Linked DNA regions of Mus musculus: region 2 is linked to region 1. Evidence: chromatin contacts called from public promoter capture Hi-C data. All regions are on one chromosome and are shown on one strand. Each heading gives the region's core, a stretch centred on a gene start, on an enhancer-like site or on the middle of the called end of the contact. The rest is flanking DNA. Distances are from core to core; before and after follow the strand shown.

Evidence for each region. Promoter capture Hi-C pulls out the DNA fragments that hold promoters and counts their contacts.
Region 2: a contact with region 1 is called in a promoter capture Hi-C map of pre-B cells. The contact joins the promoter of Hnrnpdl here to the promoter of Ccng2 in region 1. A contact is called at or near these places in 1 of 39 promoter capture datasets (pre-B cells) and 1 of 484 Hi-C or Micro-C datasets (CD4 T cells).

Annotation. Positions count from the first base shown.
Region 1 is chr5:93,265,571-93,270,826 of GRCm38.p6, reverse strand. Ccng2 (cyclin G2) reads right to left here and starts at 3,254. Exons shown (of 8, transcript NM_007635.4): 1 at 3,030-3,254; 2 at 2,068-2,205; 3 at 1,425-1,562; 4 at 1-33. The coding sequence starts at 2,205.
Region 2 is chr5:100,036,066-100,041,321 of GRCm38.p6, reverse strand. Hnrnpdl (heterogeneous nuclear ribonucleoprotein D-like) reads left to right here and starts at 2,100. Exons shown (of 8, transcript NM_016690.4): 1 at 2,100-2,602; 2 at 3,341-3,509; 3 at 3,593-3,754; 4 at 4,106-4,237; 5 at 4,346-4,460; 6 at 4,671-4,841; 7 at 5,127-5,218. The coding sequence starts at 2,160. The coding sequence ends at 5,197. Enoph1 (enolase-phosphatase 1) reads right to left here and starts at 1,328. Exons shown (of 6, transcript NM_026421.3): 1 at 1,020-1,328. The coding sequence starts at 1,103.

The DNA of each region.
Region 1 (5,256 bases), core at 2,005-4,504:
GACGCCAATGCAGGACAGGTGTTTCGGTTTCACCTAGAAAACAGAACACGAGGAACCAATCATACTTTGATTTGGCAACAAACGACGCTTGAAATAATGCCATGTTGCTTCTCTTAGATGCACTCACCTTTACCCACAATCATTTTACATTTCAGACCACCATAAACTCTTTAACAAGAAAAAAAAATGGCTATATAAGCATTTATTAAATTTAAATGCAAATTAAAAAAAATCCCAAAACTGGTTTAAAAGCTTGCTTTCTGGCACTGAAATATAGTTTGTATTTCTGACTTAGTAAAACTGAGAATAGTACATCTTCCCTCAAAAAAAAAAAAAAAAAAAAAAACTCTCTGAACACATACCACACACACTCTCCTGACTGGATGAAGGGAAACTATTCTGCATCTTCTCTTTTTGTATGAAACTCTACCATTATGTGATGTAATCTTGCCCAGGAAAAGCACCCCCACGAACCCTGCAGGGTGGAGGACATATGTACAGCTGCTGCTGCGGACAAATGGCTGCCCTTTTCTTCTCAGGGCCCTAAAAAGTGACCCAGCAGCTGACAGCGATCCTATTGGCCAGAGAATTTCCATGTTTTTAACGGTTGCTGCTGACTATTAATAAGACGGTGGCTGCCTGCTTTGAAGGGCCTTACAGAGAAGGGAGCAGATCAACGTTAGCATAATTTTATACTTCTTTGTCCTGCTTCAGTGTTAAAACCACGAAGGCTCCAAGGGAAACAGGATAACTAATGAAAATCTCTCTCTCTCACTCTCTCTCTCTCTCACACACACACACACACCACACACAGTATTTTATTTTTATAAAAAGTCTAGCTTCTTTCCTCTCACTCAGTTTGGGCACTTTTATAAATGAGCCTGTAACAGATATTACAGTATTTTTCACAAAGTGAATTTTAGTTAATTCTTCTTGACTCCCTGAACCCCTGGAAGCACGCACAGAGTACTTAAAGTATAGTGGCCTGCCTCTGTAATGTCTTACTAGAGGACATGTTTAAGAGGCACAGCAAAACCTTATTGAAGACGCAGAAATACAGTTTTCCAGTCTCTCTAGTATGAATGATCACAATTTGACTAATATAAGTTTATAATCAGGAGGCTTTATTACATTTCATTTGACAAATATTGAGCCCTGTATGTGTTAGAGACTGTGTTGGGCACTGGCCATTGGAAACATGTTGATTTGTCAGAAGTGGAAACACACACTTTTGACCCTAGCACTTGGGAGTGGGAGGCAGAAGCGAGCAGAACTCTGAGGTTGGAGGCCAGCCGAGTCTATAGAACTAGTTCCACAACAGTCAGAGCTACACAGAGAAACCGTGTATCAAAAGATAAAATAAAAATTAACAAAAAATAAAGATATAAAATATAATATGGATTTTATAAAAAGCAATTAAATACCTTCATAAGGGCCAAGAATCTATCCAAAATATTGACAGCCAGAACGAAAGTTTCAGTGCCAGATCCAAAGAAGTTAGTTAAACTTCTTAAATCTTCCACTTTGGCATTTCTCAGTCTTGAACACAAAGTGTTATCATTCTGAAATTAAAAACCAAGAATCAAAGTTTATTTTCTTAGAATGGAATAGAGGTGGTTCAAAACCTACTCTCCCTTTAGTTTTCCCCATTGTACACATGACCTCCTAAAGCTATCACACTACGTTCAGATAAATCACTACTTTTAAAATTTATCCAATACAGAACTTTAGCCAACTCAATATAACGTGAAGTGTTGCCCCACCCAAGGTAGTTACAGCAGAATGTGGGTTCCTTGATGAGGTTTTTCTGACACAATCTAAGATCCTATTAGAAATATTCTCTAGGAATTTCCCACCACCAGAAGAAACGCCTCTACAGTACACTTGGTATAACTTCCACATTCACTAAAAACAAAAGCAGAACCCTTTCACGTTTCACGTTTTTTCTTAGTACGGTGAGGCCAATTTTGGATTTAACTTTTTAGCCTTTGGTACTGATTTGGTACGAGGAAAACCAAAAAGTTACCTTCCCACCTTCCCCCAAGTCCTATCAATTCTCAAATTTACCTCCGGGGTAGCCTCCATCAAGATCAGCCCTTTTTCCCGAGGTTGGTATCTCTGTTCTTGTTCCAGGTAGAAGTTCAACAATCCGAAAAGCTGAACCCCTTCGCCACCTGCCAAGTGCTTGGCCCCCAAATCCTTCATCTGCAGCAAATACACCGCGGCCGGTTAAGAATATAATCCGGATACGTAGGGTGTGAGAGCAGAAGGAGCTGGCCGCGATCCCTCCAGCTAGGGGCGCCCCAGATCACGCAAGCCAGAACCGGGTGAGGGGGGGATCGGTCACGTCCGCCAGCCTCAGGGGAATCCTCCCCTAAAGACATGGAGGCGTGGCATGGGGGGGCAGTATCTCGGTCACCTCCGCTGGCCAGGGCTAGTTCTGATCAGCTCTGTGGCCGACAGCGTTTGACGTACAGGAAAAGTGTCCAAGAAGCGTAATGTCCCCTACTGTCCGCATCACCTGGACAGCACAGCAGGGACTTCTAACTAGACTCTAGGCCCTAGAGGAAAGCGGGGGACCGGAAGACTGAAGCCACCGAAGCGGGTTCTGGGGCGGGGCGTTGCACAATAGGAGAGAAGGGAGGGGGAGTCTCGAGACTGAACAAAGAACTGGAAGGAGGCGGCTTCGGAGCCCCGCCCCGGGAGCCCGTCGCGGAGCCCACCTCCAAGCTACCCCCGCAGCTTCTGCAGCTTTGACGAGCCCCGCAACTCGAGACAGGGCGGCCCAGTAGCTTGGGGGATGCTGGGGAGACAGTGGGGAGTCCAGTACGCCCGCAGCGAGCAGTAGCCTAATACTTGGGCTCAGTAACGGTGCGAAGCCCCGGGGCTGTCAACCCACCGTATAGCCTCAGAACACCCTGGAGCCCCTGTCAGTCCCTCAGCTGCGGCTGGGGGACTCCACCATCAAAGCAAACCGCGATCCAGACCCGGAGCCACCAAACCCAGAGCCACCCGGGAGGCCCACTCACCGTGTCGGCCCCGGCGTCACGGACCGGCGCGGCGGGGGCGTCCGGACCCGTCTCCGAGCTCAGGGACCAGCCTCCTCAGCGGCACCCCGAGACCCGCATCCGACCTCCCCGCCGCCGCCCGGCCTCACAGCCCCGGCTGCATCTTGCTCCTCAGCGGGGCTCAGCGCCCGCCCTGCACCGCCACCTCCTCCCGGCTCCGCCGCAGCCTCCGGAGCTGAGCAAACCCCTTGTTTTTGTTTTGAGTCTGCGACGCCCCCAAGGGGCGGGGCGCGTGACTGCGCGCGGAGGGATCCTCGCTCGCTCGCCCAGTGGATCTGAGAAAAAGAGTCCCTGCTCCGAGCCTCAGTTCCCAGCCTCTCTTGGCCCCTTCTGTTCCTCTTGGCCTTGCGGAGCCAGGATCTATGGTAGGGAGTGGAATCTGGATTCCAGCCTCATTTCAGAATGGAACCGGAAGGGAGCAAAGATGAGCGAGCCGATCGGAGAGCGGAAGGAGACAGTTTCTGGACGCCTCACACCTTTTAAAGGTCCCCCGATTTGTTTTGTTTTCGCTGTTTTGAAAAGTCCGCCCAAAGTAGCGGGCTCCCTGATTGGACAAGGGTGGGGCAAGCCGACTGCTGAGGACTTGATTTAATCTCGAATCTGGATTGGCTGGCCGACTGGCTGTTGCGTCCTCTGATTGGCTCTCAATATATCCCGACTCTCTTATCTTCTTCCGGGGCCTTAGCAACTCTGGGGTCTGGATTGCGCATGCTTGGGTGGGTGGCATTTGTGGTGCTCGGTTACGTGCCGGGGTCCACAGCTGCCTAGGAACTCTAGCTCAGTCTAGGCGAGGCCCGAGGCTGTCGCCTCTGGTCACACCCCGAAAATCCGAGGTCACATAACTCTGTAACAGCGTTTCCAGGAGTGCAGAAGGGCGTCCTGAACTTCTTAGTTGTACCACCGGTGTATTTTGCAATAAACAGTCAAGCTCTTAACATTCCAAGATGCTTACCGAGATAATTTTTTTTTAATCGATCTGACTCAGGAAAGAAAAAAAGCTAAATTCAACTAGTTGGTTACACAGCTGACTTGTTGAAGTTGGGCGGTGGGTAGTAGAGACTGCATTACAGAATTGTGAGTGCATTTGTGTGCCTTGAAATTTTTTTTCCATAATAAAAAGTTCAAAGGAGGGACCTTTCAATAAAAACTGCAGATTGATGAGGGTATATAGATATCTAATAAGTGTGCTTCTAGAGGTTATGGTTGTACTGTTTGCTTTTGGTTTTAATGAAGGCTCCCACAGCCTCTTGGTTCTTGATCGCCCATAAATTATCATTTATTGTCTATTATAATTAACGTTGTTATTAAGCTGACACCTCTCCTAAGGCAGAGCAAAAACCAAACCAACTAGATGCCTTAGGCAGGGCTAACTTTCACACGGAGTGGAGTATCTGTCGGGAGGCAGGAAAATTCCCTAGATTGTTTTGGTTTTGTTTGTTTGTTTTACTTTCTATTCCCTCAGATCTCTGCCTCCTAACAAACATGCAAATCGGTAACTTAGAGCCTTCATGAATTCTAAACAGCTAGCCTCTCCGAAATGAATTTTTTACTCTTGGGTGTGTTTTCTGTGAGTCACTTTGGAGCTTATAAACTACTAGAGGGCACCTAGTACCGCTTTAACAGCTGAAGAGTTACTCAAATAGATGGCTTTGTGTATTAGCTGGAAAGAGACTCAGACATCTGTTTGGAGCACAGAGCAGCAGAGGAAGAGAACACCAAAGGGCTAGCTAGCATTCCAGTTTCAGAGGGGTGTGGCCTTCTTGGTTTTAGAACATAAAATATTAGCATACCACTTAAATGATTTACAGGTTATATAATTTTATTCGAGGTGTGGTTGATCTTTTAAGCATTATTTAAATTATTACGTTAGTGACGTACATCTGGATGAAAGTCCATGCTTGTAAACTCGCACAGCAATTGGCGACTCGATGAGAGAATGGAGCTATGATTAAAGTTCAGACATATCTTGCAACAGGGGAAAAGCCCAGCTAACAGGGTCAGTGGTGAGAAAGAAACAACTGATGAGAGAAGTTTAGGAGCCGAACAAGAAGACTGGGGAGAGCTTTGTGTTCCAATGGCCAAAGGTAGAAAAGGAGCCAGGGCTATAAAATAAGTGATGTGAAAGAGGAAGTGTAAAAGAATGTGGCAGGAGATTTTATAAATAACATACTGTATGAGACAGAAAGGA
Region 2 (5,256 bases), core at 851-3,350, 6.8 Mb before region 1:
TTTCCAGAACCTTTGCTATGTATCTAAAACACCATAATTCTTATTTAGGAAGAAAGAGAGAAAGAAAGAAAGAAAGAAAGAAAGAAAGAAAGAAAGAAAGAAAGATAGATTGATTTGCCGGATTTGTGGCACATGGGAGTTCGAGGCCAGCCTGAATTATAGAGGTTATTTAAGAGCCTGTCTTAAATAAAATAGCTGTTATATTTGGAGACCTAAAGTTGTGTACAAACATTATGACCTACATCTAGAAAAATCAGACAATTGTAACAAGTAAACAATCAAAATAGACCTTAAAGCAGGCTGCAGTTTACTGGACGATGGGTTTTCCAACTCCCCCCCCTCCATACTACCCTCAACTATTCTATCATAAATATCAGTGCATAAATTGACTACATGGAAGAAAGTCAAGTCCTAAGCCTGTGAAACTGTGTTAACCCGACAGATACTCAAAAGCTTCAAGATACCATGGCTTTCTAAGAAAAATGAATGGAATTTTAGGTGTGTTCTTATAGTCTCAAAACCAGCGCAAGTGAGATGGTGCGAAAATCAATTGCTATTGCCCAAGATACCAGAGCCACTAGAAATCCTTTCACTTTAGTCTTTGCATTGGGAAGGCCTAAACCTCAAGGACCACTAAGTCAAGGCCACCACCTCTGCGGGCCGCAACCTTCAGCACATGGGGGACGCTCATCCACCGGGCGACACACCTACCTGCCAGGCCGTGGGAGCTCCAATCACCCCAACTCCTCCCAGCTGACCTGCCCCTCCCCAAGCCGTTGCTGAGACCATCTCCACTTCTTCCTATCCTTCTCCACCTAACCGAAAGCAAGGACAGGGGAGAAGATGGTGGCGCGAGGAAAAGCACCCCCGCAAACCGCCGCAGCTTCTCTTCCCCATTCCAGAGACATAAAGCCACACCGCCTCTCCTGAGCCTCCCAGGCAAAATCTCCAACACTTAAAATTTCCCTTTCAGATGCTTTTAGGCACAAGTAACTTCCCCGCTCCCTTCCGCCCCTCACCTTCACGAAAGCAATCGGGGTTGTGGTACCTTCGATATCTAACAGGATTACGGTGACTTCGGCGGGCACGGAAACCACGACCATTTCCCTGCCGGATGCTACCACGGGCTCGGCCTTGGTTAAGGAGGGCAACACCGCCTGCGCGTCTTGAGCTCCCGAGGGCCCAGCAACAACCGAGGCGCTGGCGACAGCGAACGACCAGGGGCTCAGAGACAGAGCTGGGACCCGCAGTTGCAGAGGAAGCCGCCTAGGGTACTACACCCGACGAGCAGGCGAGCCGCGCAGGCCCGGACCACGTGGGCAGCCGGAGGGGCGGGGCTCCGGGATTCAAAGGGGGGGGGTGGAGGAAACAAGGAGCGCGTGCCTATTGGCCGCCGGCGAGCCGCGAACCCGTCGGTCAAAATAGGCCTCGCGTGGGCGGGAACAAAGAAGCGAGCACCCAAGCCTGGAGCCTGGAGCCCGAGCGCGGGCACCAGCCCTCCGCAGCCTGCTGGAGCCTGCGCGGGAGGCCCGGGGCTCGTGCAGACGGGAGTCCCTTGAGTGGCGCGCCCGGGACGTGAGTGCCCCTTGTCTTCCCCGGCACCTGACCCCTTCCCCGCCCACCGCGTGCACCTTGGCACAGCTTCAGTCATCCGAGCAGGCCCCGCCCTCCGCCGCGGCCTCAGCCAGCCTCGGAGAACGAACGCACGGAACCCGGGCTGCAGAGAGAGATCCTGCAGCCACGGCCCCTGAGCCGACACCGCCCCGAGGCGACGGCGGAAAAGCCGTCCCCGCCAGGACGGAGGCGGTCATCGCGCACAGGCTTTCTGCTCGGCTGGTTGCAGCCGGCGCGAGGACAAAACACGCGTGCGCCGGGAGGGCGGGCGAGCGAGCGGGCGGACGGGCGCGCTGCAGCTTCAGCAAGCGGCGCGGGGTGCACGCCGCCCTTTTGCCGGAGTGGCCGCCGCTGCAGCAGCAGCAGCAGCTCTGCACTAGGGGACTGAGGGCGCAGCAAGGGACTGAGCCGAACTGGACGCGCGACGCCAACGGCTCTCAAGGCAAGAGGGACTGTGGCCCTGCCACGGCGCCGCTCGCGATTCCCGGTCCCGCACGGCTGACTCTCCCCGCGGCGCGACCTCGCTCCTCATCCGGAGCGCGGCGATGGAGGTCCCGCCCCGGCTCTCCCATGTGCCGCCGCCATTGTTCCCCTCCGCTCCCGCTACTTTAGCCTCCCGCGGCCTCTCCCATTGGCGGCCACGGGCTCCCCGGCAGCTCGCCCCGCTCCTCCCTTCGCTCGCTTCCAGCGCCTCCCGCCAGGGGGCGCGCCGGAGCCCGCGCCACGTCACCGCCCAGCAGCCCTCCCGATTGGCGGGCGGGGCGGCTATAAAGGGAGGGCGCAGGCGGCGGCCGGATCTCTTCCGCCGCCATTTTAAATCTAGCTCCATACAACGCTCCGCCGCCGCTGCCGCCGGGACCCGGACTGCGCGCCAGCACCCCCTCGCCGACGGCTCCGCCACCATGGAGGACATGAATGAGTACAGCAACATAGAGGAGTTCGCAGAGGGATCCAAGATCAACGCGAGCAAGAACCAGCAGGATGACGGGTACCGCACGCTCCGCTCCTCCCCTCCCCCAGAGCCCCGCGCGCGCCCTTCGTCCCTCCGGAGCCGCGCGCGCTGCCCCCAGTCTTTCCCCGAGTCGATTCTCCGCGTGCCCGCTGGACCCCAGTAGCCTTCCCCACTAGTGGAAAGTAAGATGGGGTGACTCGAGAGGCCCGCCGCGGGTGGGGGAAGGGAGGAGGGGTTGGGGAAGGAGAGAGGCGCCGTCGGTGTCCCGAGTGCGCAGGCGCCGCGTGGGGCCCGGGAGGGGGGAGGGGCCGGGTTCTGTGCGCCACTTGCTGCAGCTGCTGCTGCCGCTGCCGCCTCTTCATTGTGTGTGTTGGCCGCTCGCGAATTTTCCTGGGTTAGGTTTGGGAAACTTTTGGTTGGGGCACCAGTAGACGACTGGCACTAAAAGTTTCCTAGGTAGCAAAGTTGGCTTTAAGGCTGTGGGCAAGAGTCTACGTAAGTTGCGGGGGAATCGGTGTAAAAGTTGTGCTCTGCAATCCAAAGCAAGCAGGGCAGGACATCTACCAGATTCTAATGGCTTTTTTTTTTTTTCTAAGTTTTGAGTTCGCGTGGTACAAAGCAACGTGCCAGCTGGCTTGAACAAGTGGTTAAGATTTTTGTGGTCTAATGTTAGTGTTTGTAGTCAAAACAGATTGCGTCTGGAGAGTAAGTTGCCCTGTATTTAATCACTAAGTTACTGTTAAGCTTATTTTTCTTAAATAACTTTATTTCTAGTAAAATGTTTATTGGAGGCTTGAGCTGGGATACAAGCAAGAAAGATCTGACTGAATATTTGTCTCGATTTGGGGAAGTGGTAGACTGCACAATTAAAACAGACCCAGTCACGGGAAGATCAAGAGGATTTGGATTTGTGCTTTTCAAAGATGCTGCTAGTGTGGATAAGGTAGGGCTGTGTTTTGCATTGAGTCTACTGCGTTGCTTGCAAGTTGCTCTAGGCTTTTAAGTCCAAACTGCCTTGTCTTCCAGGTTTTGGAACTGAAAGAACACAAACTGGATGGCAAATTGATAGACCCCAAAAGGGCCAAAGCTTTAAAGGGGAAAGAACCCCCTAAAAAGGTCTTTGTGGGTGGATTGAGCCCAGATACTTCAGAAGAACAAATTAAAGAATATTTTGGAGCCTTTGGAGAGGTGGGCTGTGTTTGTGTATGTATGTGTGTCTGTGCTCGTGTTTGGTCAAGTCTGGGGGGGTTCATTAATATTTCACCGGATGGGACTGAATTCTCTTGCTTCGTCTTCACTGCTGCTTTCTATGTTGTAGTGGAAACCAGTATCTAATCTTACTTAGCCAAAGCCCCAAAGGTGTAAAGTGTTTCACCAATTGGTGGCCTCTGGGGTGTAAGGTACTATAAAAAGATAAAACACAACTTTTTAGAACATGGTGGTCAGTAGATGTGTCTGGTGTTTGTGAAGAGCCTGTGGCATTATATAATCTTTATTAACTGGTGGGTTTGTTTGTTTTGTCTGTGCACCTGATTTCAGATAGAAAATATTGAGCTTCCCATGGATACAAAAACAAATGAAAGAAGAGGATTCTGTTTTATCACATACACAGACGAAGAGCCAGTAAAGAAACTGTTAGAAAGCAGATACCATCAAATAGGTTCTGGGAAGGTAAATCCCTTAACAACTTAGAGGATTGTGTGTGTGAAGTCAGTGTGAAGAGAAACTTGTTCTATGTTCAGAACTTGGAACATCTGCAAATTTTCTGTTTATTTACAGTGCGAAATCAAAGTTGCGCAACCCAAAGAGGTGTACAGGCAGCAGCAGCAACAACAGAAAGGAGGCAGAGGGGCTGCAGCCGGCGGAAGAGGAGGTGCTAGGGGGCGTGGAAGAGGTGAGACCTCCTTGGGCGAGTGAGCGGTACACTGAAGCAGTGAGCTGCTAGGGACCTGACCTGTAGGGAAACACAGCTAGAGTGAAACTAAAGAGCTGACTTGGGGGGGGGGGGTTGAAGCCACAGTGTAGGGGACAGGAATGGATCAGCTTGTGGTAGGATTGGGACAGTCCCAAGTTGTTTCCTAACCTTCGTTGTGCATTGTTTCAGGTCAGGGCCAAAACTGGAACCAAGGATTTAATAACTATTATGATCAAGGATATGGAAATTATAATAGTGCCTATGGTGGTGATCAGAACTATAGTGGCTATGGCGGCTATGATTATACTGGGTATAACTATGGGAACTATGGATATGGACAGGGATATGCAGACTACAGCGGTAAGAACACTTAACTCAATTGTGAAGTACTTTCCCATTCTGAACTTGTGTGTATGGGCTTACTGTTGAGATGTTTGGAGTAGTCATGTTGTATAGTCATAGGAAAGTAAGACGGTGGTTATTTTAAAATATAATTAACAGCTATTGGCTATTACTGACTGTTAAGATGGCTTGATGTTTTGATGTTCAGCATGCATAGTTTCTTATAGGGTAGATTTTTTTTTCTGTTTAGAAAAACGGTTTTCTTAGGAAACTTTGTTAGTGAAACTCATATCCTTTCCACAGGTCAGCAGAGCACTTACGGCAAGGCGTCCCGAGGGGGCGGCAATCACCAGAACAATTACCAGCCCTACTAAAGGAGGACGCTGGGAGAGCAGGTGTGTGAGATGCAGGAAAGCATTGCACTGGCTAATTT